2 separate regions of the Gasterosteus aculeatus genome follow, and region 2 is linked to region 1. A link is a contact called in public Hi-C data. All regions are on one chromosome and are shown on one strand. Each heading gives the region's core, a stretch centred on a gene start, on an enhancer-like site or on the middle of the called end of the contact. The rest is flanking DNA. Distances are from core to core; before and after follow the strand shown. Region 1 overlaps emid1 (EMI domain containing 1). Region 2 holds the start of emid1 (EMI domain containing 1).

Region 1 (7,605 bases), core at 1,416-3,915:
CTGCTCTGGATTATGAAGGGAATGCCTCTCTGCTCCGTGCCTGCTACTTGTAAAGATGTACATTTAAACTACAAACACACTTTCCAGGAAGCGCCATGTGACTTCAATCTGAAATGAACATGATCTATATGTACACAAATCCCAGGTCCTTACGATTTCCATATGCCTGTGGTGTTATTGTTTTTTCTATCTCCATTACTTCATAAGTGCCCAGAGCCAGAGCTTTGTCTTAAGTTGCATCCAAAGCTCCTTATTTTCCTTATTGTGCAGATTTTTGAGTTGAAAGATAAACACAGGACTGGAACGTGTTCAACGTCATGGAAAATGTTGACAAATGTGATTTTAAGGTCATTGAAAAGCTTGGAGAAAAGTGAACTTGTATGGTCGGGGGAAGTGATTAGATATTAATATACGTCATGATATATCCTGGGAAATAGATGAAAACTGTTTTAAGAATTCTGACTAACATTTTTGATGTAGCATCCCTTGCTACTCGAGGGATCACCATCGTGCTGCCGGAACAACAAACAAAACTACACTGCAGATTGCAGTTTGTGTTTCGCCAAACACAGCCGGTCATGCTGCAGTGTTTACCAAGACTAAGTGAAAACGGCCACAGAAGTGTCAAATCAGAGCTGTAAAAGCATTACTTTGCTTAGTGTGCTGTCATTGTCCGTTGCATCAGTACATAAACAGAGAGGTGATGAGTCTGGGTCCGTCGGAGGGCAGGAGGTGATGTTTATGGTGCAGCATTACATCACGCCCACATTGGTGGGTGTTCTTTTTTTTTTCCCCTCCTTGAAAAAATGTCTGGAGGAGGAGGAACACTTTTACAACCACCCCATATGGACCAGCTACGGGCTTTTACTCTCCTCACACACACATGTCCAAAAGCTAATATGTGTACGCAGGAAGCATTTCATTTTCTATGAACCAGTGCCAGTAACACTTTGTAGAGGTCAGCGGTGCTTATTTGAGTTTCCGCAAATGATCCCTAAATCAGTTCCCAGCCCCGGACCGTTAAAGATCATCCTTCTCATTTAAATTACAACAAAGTCTCCCAGTTAATACACTTCTTCTCTGTCCAGCTGCTTAGTTTACTTCACATATGCACATACATACTTAATATATAGTGACACACACGCAATCCTGCCAGACCTTATTGTGTTGTATCATTCAGTGCTCTATCTAATCGTTTTCCTCACTGGTCATAGCGTATCCTCCTATAATCACATTATCCCTTCTGATCATATATCTTAACATACCTCTCACGACAGTGATGTGTCTGTCATTTCTCTTCTCAGGCCCTCGTGGTCCACAAGGACTCCCAGGGGAAAGGGGTCTTCCAGGCCCGCCTGGCCCTCCGGGGCCTCCAGCTGAGGCCAGTGCCCACATCCCAGATCCGGACCAGAGTAAGACCTCGGACAAGTAACGGACGTCGTACAGCGTCCACGACAACAGTTCAAAAAATACCTGAAAATAAAGTGTTAAAAATGTATTTAAGTTAAGTCAACTCTCCCACTAACATTGTGCTGCTAATAGCAGCTAAACACAAGCTGAAAGTCTCAAGCAGAGATGAGGAGGCAGCTACAGAGGTCTGCTTTCTACCTCCACCACACGCCTTTTATTTTCATACTGCTGATACGGTCTAAAGTAACATCACTAGAGGCTTCATGCTACTTTATACAGCGGTACTCCCAAACACCTGTAAACAGACTTCAATAAGTAAAAGCAATGCAATTTTCTTGCTGTATATTTCATTTTGAAATCAGTTTACCATGAATGAGTGCGTGTACACTGATCAAATCCACGCCTTTGTTCTGCGGCTGCCCGCCGATGTTTTACAGACCCCAAACCCTTGATATTCATGCATCCCTAGCAGGCTCACAGACATGTTCTCTCCGGCTGCATAATGGCTTTCAGAAGTTTTATGACTACTGATAAACAAAGGAAACACAGTGAATGAGAAACAGACAGGATGGCGGTAATCCTCTAACAGCTACTCGCTCCTCATTGTCTACCAGCCAGCCAGAGGAGCGTCAAAGTGTTTCAAACGAAGGCAGAGACGGTCCGAGATCCACTCGGACGTCACATGCTTTGATGAGACCCTGTCCATCACTGATGTCACTCAACAACTTCCAGATGTGGGCAGCTCACACAGCTGAAGGGACGTGTGAGAAACAGATGGAGGCCTTCTCAACGCCTCTGCTTTTTAAAATGTGGCTTCAGTGGTAAAGCAAAGAATTCGGCGCGCGTATATTTTTAAAGCTCTGGCTCTCTGCGTGGAGAAAGCTGTGGGCTCGTCGCGGTGGCCACGATCGCTTCCGAGACTGCGAGCCATTTCTTTCGCATCAAAGTAACAGTAGGAGACGTTTTGAGCTTCCTTTGGAAAACACCGGCTTATTTGGCTTTTGCGTGTGCATCAGGAGGTTGGAATTCCCTTCAGCCGAACAGGAGAGGGCTCCTGTCCAGCAGCCAGAACGTAGTATTGAGGCGCAGCGCTGATGTTTGAACATCCTCCACACGTTGTTATGTCACGTTAAGTAGAGAGTAGAAAGAGACAGAGAGAGCGGCCGGGTTTTTGGATGTCAACTCTGGTTGAGATCTGGCAGCGATGTGCGACGTTCTGGCAGCTGGAAGATGTTTCAGGATGTCAGCTCTCCTCCTCCTCCTCCTCCTCCTCATCCTCCTCCTCCTCTCTGAGTCTCCTGACTCACGCTGTGATTGGATTTGTGTTTCCTACCCGTCTAAAATGGCCCAATGGCCGCACACTTCCTCTATTGCTCAAACGTTTACCACCATCTCAGTGAGGTGAAGACGTCCAGTCAGCGTTGTTACACAGCGGATTCGAAATTCCAATGTTTTTAATGGATGAGAAACACAGATCTGCTACTGAAAGGGCTTTTGGAGGCATTTTAGTGTAGTTTACCAACCTGTTGAAGTCATTAGGGTCGTAGTTTTTGTGTTTGTTGGAGGATACTGCCCTCTGGAGGTTATAATAAAGATCACCCTCCTTTCCCTGAGTCTGGCTTCTCAATCCGCCTCATTCAGTTGGATTACCCTGTGGAATAATTTACTGCAGGAATGCAGTGACTTCTCTGGTGCGGACAGCAGGACTCGAGGCCTTCTCAGACCGAGCGCGACAGCGGCACCACTGCGCTGTGAAAAAACATTATTTCAAAAGGATTGTGCCTCGCTCTGCAGCTTTTTGTAGCGTTGAGAAAAGCCCTGAGCTCAAACTATGTTGTGTTAAAAAAAAAAAAGCAGTCATAGAGCAACATAAAACCAAAGTAAAACATCACACACAGGAAAAGCTTTGAGGTTCAGGTCTGTTAAATCACAAACGCAACCGTGGGAACATCTCACCACAGACTTCTTCAGACAGCACTTTCTCTCAGGCGTCATACAAACGCCTCATCAACTAAAACTATCAACATTACATCACATGTCATTTAGCTGACGTTTTTATCCAAAGCGACTTACAATAAGTGCATTTCAACCATAAGGATACAAACCCAGAAGAACAAGAAACAAGAAATTGCAATTTCATCAAGTAAGCCGATTAACAACTTGCTATAGATAAGAGCCATTATAAGTACAAATTAAGTGCTACAATTTGTTTAGTGTTTTTAGACCTAATCCTGAAGATTAACATCAGCAAATTACATCCATTTCATTGGTGGAGCTTGTTTGAGGTAAAGCATCACATGAATTGCCGCAAACAATATTTTCATGTCATGGCAGTGTGTTTCGTATTCGTCGACAATCATTGAAACCCGTAACTACAGCCGGGTTTGAGTTCCAACGATTCCCTTAAGGGCTACATGAAATAAACATAGTTGATAAATGTTAAATGTGTACAACTGTAAAGTAACTCAAGCAATTTCTTTCAACCCGAGGTCGCGGAAAAGACCTCTTGTTCAGCAACACTTTCCATGACTCCAGAGGGTCGCCTGTTCCAGGACCTCAGGGCCCCCCCGGGCCGCTCGGTGAGTGTTTATCCCTGCACTGCACACAACTCGACACTTTTTGGTATTTGTGGTATTTATCTTTAACCAGGTGACCAAGTACAAAATATTCCTTTAGACAATTGATTTTTTTTACTCGACAACACAACAACACAATGCGCAAAACACAACTAAACCTCAACTCCCCCTCCATCATTGGGGTGCTAACATGAGTCTTTTTTTAAACTATTTCTTAGGCCCACCAGGTCCCAGAGGCCCGGCAGGACCTGTTGGCCCATCAGGACAGAATGTAAGCTCACTCACTACAGCGTTGTGCTGCACTTACCGAGTTTAGCGCCATCAGATCGGTCGCTCGTCCAATGCAATCGATGTCATCTCTCCACTTCCTGACTCAATACAGGGGAAATCTGGAGCTCCTGGACCGCAGGGCCCTGTGGGTCCAAAGGGAGATCGCGGGGAGAGAGTGAGCACACCCGCAACTCTATGAAAATTCAGTAGGTTTTCCTCATCTACTCGACATCCTTGAACAGCACGCCTTTGTTTTTTTCAGGGCCCTCTAGGTTACCAAGGAGAGAGGGGCTTCAGGGGCGAGTCGGTAAGCTTCCTCCACGATTTTGGCCTGAGTAAACCAGCGTGTGGGGGGGAAACATCAACACATGTCATCGCTGGTTACAGTACTGTAAACTACGCTAACCAGCAGCGCTGCAGATCACACCGACCTGCGACAACGCAGTCGCAGAGAGGAGGAGCTCATTCTGTTGAAGTAAACGGCGGCAACGCTTTCAGCGGATTGTTCTGATGTCATATTTTTATTCTGTTTTGAATATTTCTTTCAGGGAGCACCAGGTCCCAAGGGACAGCCAGGAGAGAAGGGCTTGCCGGTAAGAAAGTAGTCAGTGGTACTTCTCAGCTGTCATGGTGATACAGGGGAGGAGAGTTTTGCTTTAAGTTTAAAGATTTAACAAAACATTCCCTCGTTCAATAATTCCCCTGTGTCTGTCTAACCCTTATTTTTCTTTTACATCTTTCTCATTTTAAAGAGCAATCTAAATGTAAGATATCTTTAATTTATGTCATCTTGTGTTCACTTTGCGATGCAATTATTCTATTCTGTGACCTAAAGCGCAAGTCTAACCATGACCTCCATCCCAGGTCATGATCATTATCTTTTTACAATCACTGTATTGCTACGGTCGGCCACAAAGTGGTTTTCATCTCATTCTCTCCTGAGAAAGTGTGTGTTTCACGTTGTTGTTTCTGTTTGAGTCCCTGTGATTTTAGCCGTTGCCGTGTGTGACTTTGTGTGTGGAACCGTGTTAATGTGTTTTTGTTTTTGTTGGTCCTCGGGGTGTGCTCTGGACTGCTGTCCCTTGTCACGACTCTGTCGTCTCCACCCTAAAGCTGCCTGACTTCCTCTGCAAGCTTCTGTCCCCATGGCTACCTTTCACAGTCACCTTTTCAGCACCTGACTTTGGCATATACATACAAATAAGCAAAAAACAATAGCAATCTCTTAACGGCACCAGCTTTGACTGAGTGAATCAATGTAGAATGTAGAAATCCCAAATTCCGCTGTATTTGTACTTTAAGATGTACACAGAGCAAATGTGTGAAATGTATATGCCAAATCCCTCCATGTGTGTCGGTGGTGGGTCCTGTTGGGTTTAGAGGGTTTGTGCTCTGATGTGAGTGGAGAAGATACAGCTATACTATTTCATCCCATAATGCAACCCTGCATGATTTCCCCACCAAGTACCACGGAAACCTTCTTTCCAAAGTCAACTATAAAATGCATCTAATGAGGAAAGTAACACAGGGCGGTTAAAAAAGAAGTAAGGCAAAGTATCTCAAAATCCTACAGTTTATTTGGAGATTCATCCTCTGACGAAAGGGAGTCTACCACCATGCTGGTGTCTGTTAGGCTTTAAGTTGGGTGTTAATGTGCACGCTACACACAAAGTACTGTGGCTGTGGTTGATGAGAATGTCATTAGTTTATGACCAGAGAGGTGAAAGTATCTCAGTACTAATCATCCCGTGGGCATCGTCATAAATGTCTAGTCAGTCATTTCATGGCAAATCCTGGCAACGACTCAACCTAAAGAAGAGATGCATCCACCCAACAAACTAAGCCACACTGCCAGCATTAAAGTAACATGTCATCAGTTATTTCAGGACCCGAAACTTTGCCTTTTTTCTCCCAATAAAGTCTGCCGTTGGTTTCCTACTAATAAAGGCATTTCACTCACCTACGCACCAACCGCTTCGTCTCTCTCTGCATGCTTTGATTCTTTTAGCTCGCTCTCTGCCTGCTTTACTTCTCTCGTCCGACTCATTTCATCCCGTCTCAAGATGCGCCTCATGAAGCCACTGCCTCATCTTTTATTAAACGACAAATCAATTAGATTTAATTAGTGTAAATCTACGCTGGCTTCATTGTGTCCAGCAACATGGGATCATTTTAGTGACCACGGCGTTGAAAGCTGTGGTGCTGTAGAAATAACTGCCTGGCTTAAGTGCTCCTCAACGAAAAAAAAAAAAAAGAATGCAGATGGCATGATCCAATCTAAATCCTGGTTTAATGGGATCCTGCTGTGTTATGTCACCAACATGGGGCTGGTCTGTAACGTGCATGCCGATGTTCTCCGGCCCAGCATGGCAGCGGCTGAGCTCATACAGCGGCATGGCCAGAGAATGAGAGAAATACGGGGAACAGATATGTCTCAGAGCGCCGTGCAGATATGTGGACTGTTTTAACCTTCTAACTGCTGAATTGTACTGAGAGACATAATGACTTGCATCCTGGCGAGCAGTCCTTTTGCCTGTGCTCCTTACCTTGACGGCTGTATCTATCTTCACAGGGGGACGGCATACATCAGATCAGAGAGGCGCTGAAGATCTTAGCCGAGCGGGTTTTAATCCTTGAGACTATGATCGGTATTCATGGTGAGTAGGGGGCCTGAGGCTAGGTCAGCTTTAGGCAGGGGTCAAAGGTGGTGGGGGGCAGTAAACTGTCACTGTACCTCACCGCTGGGACAGGGAGTGGGAACAGTCGCGAGCAGCCCCGGGACTCAGGCCGGTGTTTCCAACCCCCCTCACACGGTCCCCCCTGTTGCTGCTCTCTGATAGGACATTAGCTTGCAGATGTTCCACGACTTGCAGGCAGACCTCGAGCTTCTGGCTCGCAGGGTGACACTACTGGAGGCTATCATCTGGCCAGGTAACGCTGAGACATCCTCACCCACAGCTCTGCCAGCCCTCACTCACCTTTTTTACGAGGTCAAATGATCACATGATAGCAGCATAGAATTGATCATTTATCCCTAAACTGCTGCATGTTGATCTAGTCGCTGAAAAAAGTAGATGTCTTCTTATGTATGAATTGTTTTGGTTCTGGCAAAGATATTTGAAAGGCCCTGAAACACTATTTACATGATCACATGTGTTATTTCACAGGGAATTTGCTGTTGTGCATTTATCTTTGCTCTTCTTGCGGGTTAATGTCACAAACTTCCAAGCTCCAATAAGGATGGAGCAACATTTGAAAATAAATCAGATAAAGGTTCATTTATTTGGTTTCTGATGTCACCAGAACCATCAATCCCATGTGATCAAACCACAGTCCTGCTGAAGCACAT
Region 2 (7,605 bases), core at 1,520-4,019, 37 kb before region 1:
ATGAGGTTGCTCGTGCACTTTTTAATGGTCTTATCCCTGCCATTTGGAAGAAATTGGCACCTGACACTCTCAAGTCCCTTGGCAACTGGATGAGCCATTTCAAGAGGCGCTATGAACAGTATAGGAACTGGGTGAGAACAGACACACATTGTCACGGCTAACCTCTTACATGTCGCCCTTATGTCTACTGGCATTAAAAAGTAGAGAAAGCATCTTCCTGTCTGATGTGTCTGTGCATTTTTTACCCACTAGGTGGATGAGGGAGAGCCTAAGGTCATGTGGCTATCAGGACTTCATATCCCAGAGTCCTACCTGACAGCACTGGTCCAAGCTGCGTGCAGAAAAAATGGTTGGCCTCTAGATCTTTCCACACTGTACACACAGGTGTCCCAGTACCGCAGTGAGGACGAAGTCAGCGACCGGCCTGGACAGGGTAATGAAATAAGAACTACCCATTTGTAACGTAATCAGTGGTTAGTTATAGAGACTGATGGTGTTTTCCACTGCAGGCTGCTTTGTGTCCGGCCTGTATCTGCAGGGGGCGGACTGGGACATGGAGAAGGGCTGCCTGGTGAAGAGTATACCAAAGGTTCTGCTGGTCGAACTCCCCATTCTCAAAGTCATCCCCATAGAGGCGCACCGCCTGAGGCTACAGGTGTGGGCCGCTGGCACTGCAGACCTCCAAACATATAATAACTTCACTGATTCCATTTTTTCCCCCTAACTGTCATGCGTGTTTTGTACCGCAGAATAGCATACGGACACCAGTGTACACCACGTCCCTGCGGAGGAATGCGATGGGTGTGGGGTTGGTCTTTGAGGCGGACCTGTCCACCACCGTGCACATCTCTCACTGGGTGCTCCAGGGAGTCTGTTTGTGCCTCAACGCCGACTGAGGACCTCGCTCAGTCAACTCAGCTGGTTTGCTTTCACGCAGTCTGTTCCAACACGTTGATCAATAACATGGATTTCTGCTTCTTTAGAGAGTTTGCGAGAAAAACCCGCGGGTACGTCCGATTAACAGGTAGATTAGATGAAACCAATAAGTTATGATGAAAGATTATACATATTTAAAAAAAGATGAATTGATAGGCACAAAAGAAAAGTACGTTGGACTTGTTTTCCACTTCAGGGCCTTCATTATTTTCTCACTAGATGGCAGCACACAGCAGTAATGAACCCGTCAGTCGGGGCAGAAGCTCCAGGCATTTGTCTTCAGCGTAACAGTGAGCAAAGTACCAATACGCTCTAGTGGGTCAGGATCTGTCTGTCCTTAAAGGATACTACTTGTATCTAATTAAATAAATGTTTGCTGTTAATGTTAAATAAACGTGTTTAATGTTTAAGAACTCTGTTCATTCCTTTAAGGTAAGTAGATGCTGAGTATTTCTTTTGAGGCTGTAAAAAGAACATAATCTGACGCATACAGTGGAAAATGTGCCGTTGACCAAAAGCTGCTGAAGTTTTCCACTTACTGCCGGATAGGCAGCGTGCTTCACTCTAACGTTTAATAAACGAATCTAGTGCAGCACCACGTAATCGAGGCTGCTGAAGTCAGCATGGCAAAGCAGGTGGAGTTCGGGCAAAGATATTTTAGCTCTGGCGGTGAGGTCACAGAAACACAGAAATAAAAGGTTTTTGGTGTGCAGCATTCATCATGTACTATATGATGAATGCTGCATGACATGTAGCCTGAGGCGCTCAAGTGCAGATGAAATCAGTGATGTTTAGACTGAACTTACCGGCTGAAATCACCACAAGACAAATAACCACCAACGTACATGTAATATTTTACATTTCCTTCAAAGATGTCTTGTCGTCTTTAACTTGAGCCACTGTCATCAATTGTGGGCCACTCAGACATGTTTATGACCAAGGAATTGTGTTTCACTGTTAAAAAAAAAAGGAAATCATTTCTAATGAACCCACAGATTATTATTATGAGTGAGCTGCAGTGTGCACTGTTGGTACAGTAAATGAGAAGGAAAACCCACAACGAGCAACGTCTCCCACCGCAGATGTCCAAAGTGTGTTCAGCTGCTCATGACTGGAGGGGTTTGTATGAACCCTTATTGATCCAGTCCCTGTTGGCTACATTGGCTACATTGTCAAATACCACCAGTGCCCTGAAACAAAAAACTCTCACTGCTCATTTCCCCCCCAATACCAAACACTTTCTGTTTGCTGTGGTTAAGAGCAGGTGGGCTTACTCGGTCTCATCCCAGTGGACAGCCACTTTCTGTCCATCGTACGGGAGGCGATTAGTGCCGGTGTGAACGCCTCGCCTATGAGTGTCAAAGTGTTAACAAAACCTGTAACTGAGAACCTCACTAGAACTGGTATACAAGCCACCTGCATAAGTGCTCTTTGCTACATGTCGGCCAGCTCAGCCCATGATGGGGCCCTGGAGGCGTAGTCTGCCCCGGGCATGACAGACATCTGGGGCCCTCAGGCTTTGGCTGCGGTTGAAGGCTGCGCTGTGGTTGCCGGCACTGTAAACCCATGTCCCTCGTGCACAGTCCGACGGAGGTTACAGTAACCTCAACTATTCTGCAGCTTTGACAGAAAGAGACAACTGCTCAGCTATGGGACACGAACATCACGGGTGGATGGAGAGACAGCAGGTTAAAACACGGTGGTAACAGTGCAGCTTTATGGGCTTTTATGAGTAATAACAGAGCCATGTCTTGGTTGTGATTGATTTTGTATTAAAATAACAAATGCTCGTCACCGGCAGAGTCCCGGCCGCGCGTTGTCCTCCGTGAGAAACGGGACAGGGTGCAAACGACCCCGCAGGCTGCGCGTTTAAGAGACCCGGGGAGGCTATAAAAGTGGTTTCATGCCCGCTGCAGTAAGAAAGAAAAAAAAAGAGAAAAGAAAAGCTGCGGTGGATACGCGCGCAGACGGAGGCAGGCGGCGCAGAGGAAGGACACGCAATTTAACACCCACGCGCGCGCGATTCGGTGCATATATTCAAGTGTCCGCTCTCTCGTCATAGGTAGAGACAGGCGGGCTTTGCGCGGTGGGGGCTTTCTACAGTGTCACGTCAGGGAGTTCGCAGTCAGGAATACTGAACGCACAGACGGACACGGAGTTTTTTGGACATTCTCTCCACTTCGGTCCACATCGCTGCACGTGCGCTACTGCAGAGACGGGGATGCGCGTCTTTTCCGGCCGCGCCGCAGCCGCTTGACACGTTTAGTCCCACCGCGCTGGAGGGTCTGCGTTCTCACGGGGGGGATCCGGGCTCAGTTGTACTTCTTGCCGACCGCGCTTTGGATGCCACGGAAATGGGACCGCGCCAACGGGAGAGCGTGTCCGCGCCTTGTGGCAAAAGTTTCCTCTGGACCGCGCTGATCCTCTGGGTCGCCACCACGTCAGCCGAGGGGACCTGGAAGACGGGACTTTACAAAACACACTACCCGGTCGGCGGCCAGGCTGCAGCCTCTCACACCTCCGTCTATCAGAAAAGGTACGTCCTCTACTCATTGGAACACGCAGACCTCTGTACTGTGTGTTACTCCTCGGTTGTGTCATGTGTTACAGCTACACAACAACCCCCTTTTTTGCCTCAGTCTTATTTTGACATCTTCCCAATCTCAGTTTCGGATGTCCTCTGCAGAGCTACTCCCACCGACATCCATCCACCAGGTCCTATTGTCTTCCTGGCACTTTGTTTCCTTTTTCCTGTGCTCACACTATTCTGCTGAGTCCACTCTTCCTTGTTGTCCCCATCCACACACCCTCTTCCTCTCTCTCTCTCTCTCTCTCTCTGCGGGGCTCCAGTGGGCCCCCCGTCCCCCATGCACTGTTTCTGAGGTGTGTTGTGCTCCTGAACTCCGCTGCTGGAGATGTCAGGACGCTCCTCAAAGTACCACAAGTGTGTTAGACGGGGAGGTGAAGACATTGGTGGCTGTAATAAAAACGCACAAGCTTGATTGGAATAGCCATGCACATAGTCCATTGAAAGAAAAGGGGGGGGGTGAGAGACGGTCCCGTGATATGATTTGTCCCCTGTGTGTCCGACACAGAGTTACTTAACCCCCATGAGAGCGATAACCAGCCGTGCCCCCCCCCTCCTGGACAGAGCCGGCCAAAGATGAGTGCACGTGTCCCATATTACACTCGTACGCTGTCAGCCCGAGAGCCGGTGCAGATCACGGTGTGTGGGCCGAACGGGGGGGGGCTGAACCCTCACGGTGTGTCCAGGTGGCTTCCTGCACTCCCGTCCTCGCCCCACTGGCTCGCCTCTACGCTCAAACCCCCGCCCCCCCTGCTCCTCCCGCCTCCCCCCTTGTCCCCCACGGCCAGAGGTTTTGATGACATGTTTGCTAAACACAAGCAGCTGGGACTCTGTTCTGGGAATGGGAGATTAGTTTACTGTGGGCGTGCTGCTGTTTGTAAGCGACAAGTGGAGGAATGTCGGGATGGACGGAGGCGGGGAGGTCGGCGGGTTTGAGGTGACGGGGGGGGGGGGGGGGGGGGGAGAAGGGTCCGGGTCTCCACCTGCTGTCTGACCGGCTGAGTGGAAGCAGCGGCTTGTGGAGCGTCAGGAAAGGCGAGCAGCAAGCGGTGGGCCGGCGTTGAGCAGAAGGCCTCCCTCTCGCTAGCGGCTTGACACTGACTGACGGGAACTTGACTTGCTCCAAAGCAGACCGGGATTCTGTCGAGGGGCAAACCTTCGCTAAGAACGCCCTCCCTCACCCGGCTTGTCTTCACACAGCGATTACCCAAATCAAAGGGGATTAACAACTCTCGGGTAATTTGGCATCCGCTCTGTCGTGGAGCTGATAAAGTGTTCCTCCACCCGTGTCCTTCTTAGCGACTCTGAGCTGCTTCTTCATTTCTTGCCTGGCTCGCTTCTTTATCCTCCCTCGGAGGACTTGTCATGGTCTGACAGGCAGTCTGAACCCGGGGCCACTCTCATTCTTCACACATCTTAACCATATCCACGTTTTCCTTAAGCATGGGAATGAAGATGACAGACATTCCAGTAGGTTGAGCCCTGTGTGGCTCAGGGCTCAATGGCTTTTAGATTTCAAATAACTTTAAACAACGTACGTGCTGAAAATTGTTCATTATTGTTAAGAAGCCGCGACCAATTGCGCATCCAATCGCTTGTGGCTGAACCGCTAATCGGCAGAGAGCAGAAGATGCATCATTTAATGAAGCTAATATTTTTTCAAATTTGATTTGATTGTTGGTGCGATATAATGAATGTCTTCAGTTGAGGGAAATTTCCTTTGCACTTCTTGCGGGAAACACTTAAAGATGCACGCAGCCGTGACACACAGAGACACTCGGACCTCACAGGTGTCCACTTCTGAAAGCTCCAAACAGACAAAGACAAATGAGAGTTGCCCTCGTTCGTGTGAGGCCGCTGGGAAGAGTCGCTGTGGTGCTTTGCTTATGGAAAACACATGGCAACTTTAAACCGACCCCTTTTCTCTATTAATACATCATTCGATACTTCTTCACATTCTTAAACATTCGTGTGAACTACTCTTGTCTTCTTTCTGTTTTATTTTGAGAAGCTGCAGAGAATGGCCCCGTGATTGCTCATTCATTTCACTCTGGATGCTGAATTTGTCATTTTTCGCTGCGCCACATACATCATGCACCTCCTCCATGTCCCGTGGGAGCAGCAGTGCTTCATAATTGTCTTTCCTTCCATGTCCCCGTTCCCATCGGAAGCACCCTTGTGTGAGCCTCATGAGAAAATAACCTTTTGTCTCCTCCTCTTCTCGCCGTATGTCTGGACCCTTACCGCATCTGTCTTTTGTCCTTTGTTCTCCTCGAGCATTTTTTTCTTCCCCCCCAGGCCAAAAAAATGTAGAGAAATTCCTTTAGATTTCTATGCATGCTGGATCGCTAACATTTCCCTGAGTGCTCTTCCCCCCACAGCACACGGATGGATGTGCAGATGCAAAGTGAGGAGCTGCTTTCACCAGTATTTATCCTGTCAGTTCACACGGCTCCCATCCTCGTCCTCCGCGCGCCGTCCACTGCAGAAAGCGCTCAGTGTAGTGGTGAAAGATGCACCCTACATAGTGTACAAGGCCAAATGAGGGCGACTGGGATACAGCATACCTGCTTTTTTTTTTCATAGTTCATAGTCTCAGCATTAGTTTTTATTTCCCTCCAATGTTTTACCGCCTTGGCGTCCGTAGCGTCGAGGAACAGATGGGCCAAAGCTCTGATTCTTCCGTCCTTTTAAAGATTTCTTTCATAACTGTTGGCTGTGACTGTGAGCAACGGTTGATGATTTATTTAGCTTGGGCCGGGCGTTCGTTGTGCCATGTGTGCTCAGAGACCTGATACTCGCTGAGGGCCCGCTGGGTGCTTTTTGCCAGTGAAACAGTGTGATGCTGGTGGGTTTCACACTTCATGGCCCAAGGTTTCCTCGTCTAAGAGGAGGGTGTTGACTGTGAAACGTTCTAGATTTAAACACGCCAAGTGATTAAATCCAGGCAATACCCACTGACGCATTGTATAGTAGTAACCAAGTGAGGAAAATCAGAGGAGATACCTTTTTAATACCGTGAAGCATCTGTGTCTGCGCTGCACTGGAGAGCATTGTTCTTGCATCCTTGTACTAATTGTAATCATGTATTGTGTAAATCACTTACGCACAACCGGCACTGCAGCTCATTGGTTGTCAAGCGATTCGGGAAATTGTAAAACTGTAGACAGTTGCTTTTGTTCTTTCATTTACTGAAGCAGCAGCGGTTGGCATTTCCTCTTTGCTAATTGCATAAGTGCAAAGAGAGAGAGGGAGACCATAAAAGCCCCCCCCCCCCCCCCCCAGTGCCCCCTGGTGACACTCTTAGCTGTTCCCAGGTGAAACCTTGTCTCGGCCTGGGAAACTCAGATGGGTCTGGAGGATAAGTGGTGGGGAGGAGTTGGTCTTGGTGGCCCCTCCGAGCTCTACCTGACCACAGCTGCTCCTTCAATGTCTGACATTTTCCACTGATGATTAGAGCAATCAGAGGGTAATCATGTGGATCTGTGTTCATTTTTGGAGCCTTGCGGCTGATGGATGTACTAAGATACGTGAAGGGTGGGCTTGTATTAGAATAACATACGTGGCAGATCAATTCCCTACGCTCGCTTTACTTGAGAAGTTTGGGATTCATTCAAAATGCGTCTTACTTTGCACACCGTTTACCTTTAATAGTCCCTGGAATAAGTTATCTCAGGCTCACGGATTTCACATCGTCTAACTTTCCCCGTTTCAAAATGTCATCATTCTATTGGCTGCAATATTAATACATAAATGGAAAAACATCGAGATGAACCAGTAAGAAATACCTGCAGTGGTTTCCAGGCGCTGCTCGGAGGTGCCCCGCTTGCCGGCTCAGCTCCGTGTGTGCGGCCAACCACCACATGTGGGGATCCTTAATCAGAGCTGGTGAAGGGCGGCCTCGCATCCTCCGCCATCGGCAGTTTCCTTCAGTGTAAACCATCTCTCACACACACACACACACACACACACACACACACACACACACACACACACACACACACACACACACACACACACACACACACACACACACACACACACACACACACACACACACACACACACACACACACACAAAC

The links. Hi-C and Micro-C count contacts between places; a contact is called where the count stands out from the background.
Region 2: a contact with region 1 is called in a Hi-C map of skeletal muscle, with 6 times the contacts expected there. The contact joins the promoter of emid1 here to the enhancer-like site in region 1. A contact is called at or near these places in 4 of 6 Hi-C or Micro-C datasets (skeletal muscle, tail fin and whole body).

What each region holds. Positions count from the first base shown.
Region 1 is chr13:10,444,286-10,451,890 of fGasAcu3.hap1.1, reverse strand. It overlaps emid1 (EMI domain containing 1), which reads left to right. Exons shown (of 16, transcript XR_013451976.1): 9 at 1,305-1,412; 10 at 3,900-3,989; 11 at 4,205-4,257; 12 at 4,369-4,431; 13 at 4,519-4,563; 14 at 4,805-4,849; 15 at 6,829-7,187. Among protein-coding and RNA genes, the nearest start is that of ewsr1b, 8.7 kb to the right of the region's middle. Within about 2 kb of position 2,665, at least 1 of the 9 cell types and tissues checked has open chromatin away from gene starts, as enhancers often do.
Region 2 is chr13:10,481,394-10,488,998 of fGasAcu3.hap1.1, reverse strand. emid1 (EMI domain containing 1) reads left to right here and starts at 2,769. Exons shown (of 16, transcript XR_013451976.1): 1 at 2,769-3,472. It overlaps dnah10 (dynein axonemal heavy chain 10), which reads left to right. Exons shown (of 78, transcript XM_040195657.2): 75 at 1-131; 76 at 253-433; 77 at 510-655; 78 at 750-1,346. The coding sequence ends at 896.